Linked DNA regions of Sus scrofa: region 1 is linked to region 2. A link is a contact called in public promoter capture Hi-C data. All regions are on one chromosome and are shown on one strand. Each heading gives the region's core, a stretch centred on a gene start, on an enhancer-like site or on the middle of the called end of the contact. The rest is flanking DNA. Distances are from core to core; before and after follow the strand shown.

Region 1 (2,819 bases), core at 220-2,719, 190 kb after region 2:
GATCATGAGGGAGGGAAGCGTGGCCTAACACACAAGGCTGTTTTTTTTTTTTTTTTTTTTTTTTGTTGTTGTTGTTGCTGCTATTTCTTGGGCCGCTCCCGCGGCATATGGAGGTTCCCAGGCTAGGGGTTGAATCGGAGCTGTAGCCACCGGCCTACGCCAGAGCCACAGCAACGCGGGATCCGAGCCGCGTCTGCAACCTACACCACAGCTCACGGCAACGCCAGATCATTAACCCACTGAGCAAGGGCAGGGACCGAACCCGCAACCTCATGGTTCCTAGTCGGATTCGTTAACCACTGCGCCACGTCGGGAACTCCACAAGACTGTTTTACATTTAGAAAGTGAGGGACCAGGAGGCACTCTGTTCTGCAGAACAAAGGCACCTAGGCTTTAGCCCTCATGACTTTTATTAGGGAAGAGGTAATGAGCAAAATCAGGTGCAGGCAATGACAAAGCGATCTCTTAGTGAATAACAAAGAAACTAGTTACAGGTGCATACCTCTAGGGCATAATGCAGCTGCTCATGGTTAATGCATAACTCCCTTAGCTTGTCTTTGAAGGAGACCCTGTACCTTAGAATTCTGCGTGTTAGCTTCTTGTGCTTTTGCACATGCTCCAAGTTTGCCTTCTGCAGAGTTCAGCAGTTCAGTGGTCTCCAACAGTGGTAAAGACCAGCAGCTGTAGCTCTGATTCGACCCCTAGCCTGGGAACCTCCATATGCCACGGGTGGAGCCCTAAAAAGACAAAAGACCAACCAAAAAAAAAAAAAAAAAAAAAAAAAAAAGAGAGGCTGATCTGGTCCTAGGTGACAGGGCCAGTTTTGACTGCTTTAGTTTTCAGTCTCTTCCCAAGACTTCAAACTGCCTCTGTTTTTTAAATTTTTGAATTTTTAACCTATTGATATGGTTCAAAATTCACAACATATTAAAAAAAAAAACATGCAGTAAAAAGGCTCACTTCCTCATCTGAATCTCTGCCCCTATTTCTGTCCCAACAGGGGACCAGTGTTAATAGTTTCTTCTGTGTCCTATAGATTTGTCAGTACTTTTTGACTTTCAAATAATAGGATCTTAAGTGAAAATAGCAGAGTAGAAATTATGTGACTTCTATAATTCAAACTATAGCAGCCAAGCTGTACATTTAAAAATTGTTAAAATGATAAATTTTGGTGTGTGCATCTTGCTACAATGAAAAAACAAAAGAAACCTTAATTAAAAGAAAAAAATGTCAAAATTAACATATTCGTGTAGGCATAGACTACAGGGTAATAGGGAAAAGTACACATCTGGTTGGAGTGGTGAGAGGGTGAGATAATGTTTTTATTTGTTGTGATGTTGCTTACTCAGTGGTAACAATTTTAGCAGGCAGAGTAATTGAGGCAGGAAGGCCTCTTAAGCCTGGGCCTCGCCCAGGTGCCGCCCTCACAGCCCTTCCCCCTCCCCCTCAGCGAGAACACATGATGAGCTGCTACTGGGAGCAGCCTGGACCTCTGGCCCTGCGCCACGACCCCAGCAGGCCCTACGCAGAGCAGTACCGCATAGACGCCCGGCAGTTTGCACGCCTGTTTCAGCTCGTCTCGCCGTGGACCTGTGGGGCCCACACAGACATCCTGGCCGAGAGGACTTTCAGGCTCCTGGACGACAACATGGACCACCTTATTGAATTCAAAGCCTTCGTGAGCTGTCTGGGTATGACTCTGGGTCTTTACTGCAGCAAGTTCATTGGGCGAGTGATGAAGCAGGCACGGCCACTCAGGGAGGTGGATTTGTGTCTAGTCTGATGTGATTTTGTGATTTTTAACAGTCCCTTTGCAGGCTCCTCTCATGACCACTTTTATAGGCTGCCCAAGGCGGGTGGGGCAGGGGCCCAGGCTCTCCACATCCAAGGTCACTGACCTCCCGGGTGTGGTGGTGGCTTGTTAGGAGACACGTTCTTAACTTTTGCAGCTACAATTAAAATCTTCCAGAAGTCATGAGGCCAAAGTTCCCAAGGTTATCCAGTCTCCAATCAGTCACCACCCTTCTTGTTTTCCTTTCAAACTCAGTGTGTCTGGGGCAGGGGTGGATGTCAGGTCAATTGAGCATTGACCTCACCCCTCTCCCCACAGTGACTTTGTGTCATGACACATAGACTTTAATCATTTGCATCTAGTCAGTCTCTCTCTTTTTAAAAATTTTGCAGATATCATGTATAACGGAGAAATGAATGAGAAAATCAAGCTGTTATACAGGCTTCATATCCCTCCAGGTAAGAAATTCCAAGTAGAAAAGTCAGGCTCTGTTCTGTCTTGACATAAATCCGCTTTGTGCACAACCCTTTCTTCTCGTTTTAAATTTATTCAACTTGAGGCAACACGTGTGTCTAGTTTGATTGGGGTGGCTAATGACAGATTTTAAGTATCTCATTTTATTTTTTAATTTTTTTTGGTCTTTTTTTAAATCCGTACCTGCGGCATATCAAAGCTCCCAAGTTAGGGGTTGAATCAGAGCTGCAGTTGCCGGCCTACGCCGCAGCAATGCAGGATCTGAGCCATGTCTGTGACCTACACCACAGCTCACAGCAACATCAGATCCTTAACCCACTGAGTGAGGCCAGGGATTGAACCCGCGTCCTCATGGTTACTAGTCGGGTTCATTGCTACTGAACCACAACTGGAACTGGAACTCTGAATTTCCTTCCTTTTTTTTTTTTTTTTTTTTTTTTTTTGATGGCTGAGCAGGATTCCATCGTGTGCATGTATATGTGTACACAACTTTACTGAATTCATTTATTCTAAGAGTCTTCTGATGGTGCTTTTAAGATTTTCTATATGTGGT
Region 2 (2,757 bases), core at 162-2,661:
AACCGGCTGCCTTTACCTCTTGGCTCCCTATATAGCAGCCCCCTACCTAAGGAGTGATCTGCCTGTCTTACCACCGCTGAAGGACCCTACCATCAAGCTGCTTCCCACCTCTCTACCTGCCTCACCCCCTACACTGGTCCTTGACTAAGTCTTCCAGGTACCCTCACCACCATCTCTTCTGGGCCTTTCCCCTCGCCCGGTTTAGGTCTTCTCCCAAATTCAAGTCTCATAAAGCATCTCTGGAGTTTTTTTTTTTTTTTTAAAAAGGCAGCCTCCTATCAAACCCACCGATCTTCACGGAAGTTGACCGAGCATAACTTTCACATCATGTCCAACAGCCTTGGGTTTTCTAACCTAGGCCGTGAATTTGAGACTTTCTCTCCTCCGCCCCCATCGCATTACCCAAAGACCTAACAGCAAGAAGAAGGTGGCTGTGATGTCCTTAAACGCTGTTAAATGTGTTTCCGCTCAACTTCCTCAGGTTCTGAATGACTCCTAATTGACTCGTCTGAGACTAAAAGCCGGGGGCAGATCCAGTGTGTCATTACTTACAACTTCACACACCTCCGACGGGCTTGACGAGAACAAATTTTATCTGAGGCGCTAAACCATCAAGCCCCATATTACGCTGCGTGATTGGACCACCTGCATTGTTGGGAGGGATAATTTTCGGCGCCATGAAGCTGTTACTTCTTCATACTTGGTGGAAGGGGTGGGGGGTAGGGAATCTCAAAAGGCAACAATCAGTTTCAAGTGCGGGTGAAGGCCGAGAAGCTGCCAATCTCACCCTCGGCGACGCACACCTGGCCCCGGGCGTACCTGAGAGCGGCGGCCGGTCGGGTTCCTGGCCGCCGCGGGCGGGCGGCGCGGGGTTGAGCAGATGCGCGAAGCTGGCGGCGAAGGGGTTGGCGGCGAGCGGTTCGGTGCGGTACATCTCCCAGAGCAAATAGAGCGCCGTGAGGCGCTGCGCCGCGCTGGGCAGCAGGTCTGGCTGCTGCAGCAGCATGACCAGCACCGAGCCCAGGCGGAAGTGGTCGGCCTTGCTGAAGTAGTGGTGGAATGCGGTAGACAGGCCCTCGAAGGTGCTGCCGCCGCCCGCCTCCTCCGAGATAATGCTCAGCAGGCTCGAGAGTTCCTTCGGGGTCAGGCTCATCCTGCCCGCAGGGCCCCCCGGGCCTCCACTCCCCGGCCCGGGGACGCCCGCTCCGCCTCTGCCGCTGCCGGAGCCGGAGACCCCCGGGCCGCACCTGGACGCCGACCCCGCCCCTTCCCGGGTCCCTCTTTGCTCTGCGGCGGTGAAAAGCCGGCCAGACGCCGCGCTCGCCCCGCCGCCGGGCATCAACCTCACCCGCCCGCCCTGCTCCCCGGCCAGAGTGGCCCTGGCGCCGGCTCGCTCCGTCCCTGCGGCCGTAAAGCGCGCTGTTGCACGACAGCGTCGCAAACAAAACACACCGAGAAACCAGCCGGCCGCGGAAAGGGCAGCGCGGAGCCAGAGCGAGGCTGCTGGTGCCGGGCCAGGGAGAAGATCCCCAGACGCTGGGTGGGCGGGGCAAAGCGCCGGAAATGGGGGCGGGGCCTGAGGGAGGGGCCCGGCCGGGTCTCGCGCTGTGGGAGTCAAGCGGTGCCATAGCCCCCCCGCTGCGGCATAGTCTGCCTGTCCTCCTTCAAGAGTTCAGCCCCCAGGACCCCCCTGGGCAGTGCGGGAACGAACGGTCTCAATAAAGGACGGTGTTATTTGTTTGGAAAAATGCATGTTAGAATATGAAATCTTTTTTAATATAACACACATGGATGGTCATGCTAAAACTTTAAGTGCAGATAAGGATAACATGTTTCTCATAAGCAAAGTTAATTTTTAGACTTACACTCCTTTTTAAAGAAATGGAATCATACTGCACATGTACATGGCTATTTTAACAAGATCTCTGGAAACTTAACAATAAACATTTATATACAAAATTGTTGTGCAACTTTTTCTTTGGCTGCGCTGTGGCAAACAAAAATTCCCAAGCCAGGAACCAAACCTACTCCACGCCTGATCCTTAACCCACTGCACCGCGAGGGAACTCCTGCTTTGCAACTTCTTACCTAGTCTGCCCTAGGTCGCTCATTCTGGGCCTTAGCTGTGCACTGGAAGTTTCCAGGAATCCTTTACAAATCCTGGCCCTAATGGCCAGGTATGAACAAACAAAAAGCAAAAACAGAGGTCCTGTCCTGGCTCAGGGGAAACGAATCTGACTAGCATCCATTAGGATGCTGGTTCAATCCCTGGCCTCGATCCTTAATCCCTGGGTTAAGGATCCAGGGTTGCCGTGAGCTGTGGTGTAGGTCACAAATGTGGCTCGGATCTGATGTTGCTGTGGCCGTGGCATAGGCCAGCAGCTACAGCTCGGATTCGACCCCTAGCCTGGGAACCTACATACGCCACAGGTGCAGCCCTAGTAAAATTTTTAAAAAGCAAAAACATCTGCCCAGGTGACTAGTGTGCACTCCAGGCTGGGACCCACCAAGTGGCTGGTCCCAGACTTGCAAGGTTCCTCCCTAGACCTACAAAACCCTACAAGGATTTCAACTAGCAATTCCCACCAGGCCAGTTGCAGAAATCCAGTCTATGCTGAAAAAAATGATAGCAGCTCAGTGTTGTGGCGCAGCGGAAACAAATTCTACTAGGAACCATGAGGTTGCGTATTCCATCCCTGGCTTCCCTCAGGGGTTAAGGATCCAGTGTTTCTGTGAGCTGTGGTGTAGGTCACAGAC

What was found. Promoter capture Hi-C pulls out the DNA fragments that hold promoters and counts their contacts.
Region 1: a promoter capture Hi-C map of skeletal muscle shows a contact between it and region 2, with 6 times the contacts expected there. The contact joins the enhancer-like site here to the promoter of CNOT11 in region 2. A contact is called at or near these places in 2 of 5 promoter capture datasets (fetal skeletal muscle and skeletal muscle), 17 of 47 Hi-C or Micro-C datasets (blood, brain, embryonic fibroblasts and 9 more) and 2 of 2 datasets of contacts at active chromatin or transcription factors (alveolar macrophages and skeletal muscle).

The regions. Positions count from the first base shown.
Region 1 is chr3:53,268,677-53,271,495 of Sscrofa11.1, forward strand. TBC1D8 (TBC1 domain family member 8) reads left to right here. Exons shown (of 20, transcript XM_021087166.1): 16 at 1,451-1,691; 17 at 2,185-2,250. Among named protein-coding and RNA genes, the nearest start is that of RPL31, 25 kb to the right of the region's middle. Within about 2 kb of position 1,470, at least 6 of the 83 cell types and tissues checked have an H3K27ac peak or open chromatin away from gene starts, as enhancers often do. A contact at or near this core is called in skeletal muscle, where this site is marked.
Region 2 is chr3:53,079,904-53,082,660 of Sscrofa11.1, forward strand. It overlaps CNOT11 (CCR4-NOT transcription complex subunit 11), which reads right to left and starts at 1,412. Exons shown (of 7, transcript XM_003124884.6): 1 at 820-1,412. The coding sequence starts at 1,339.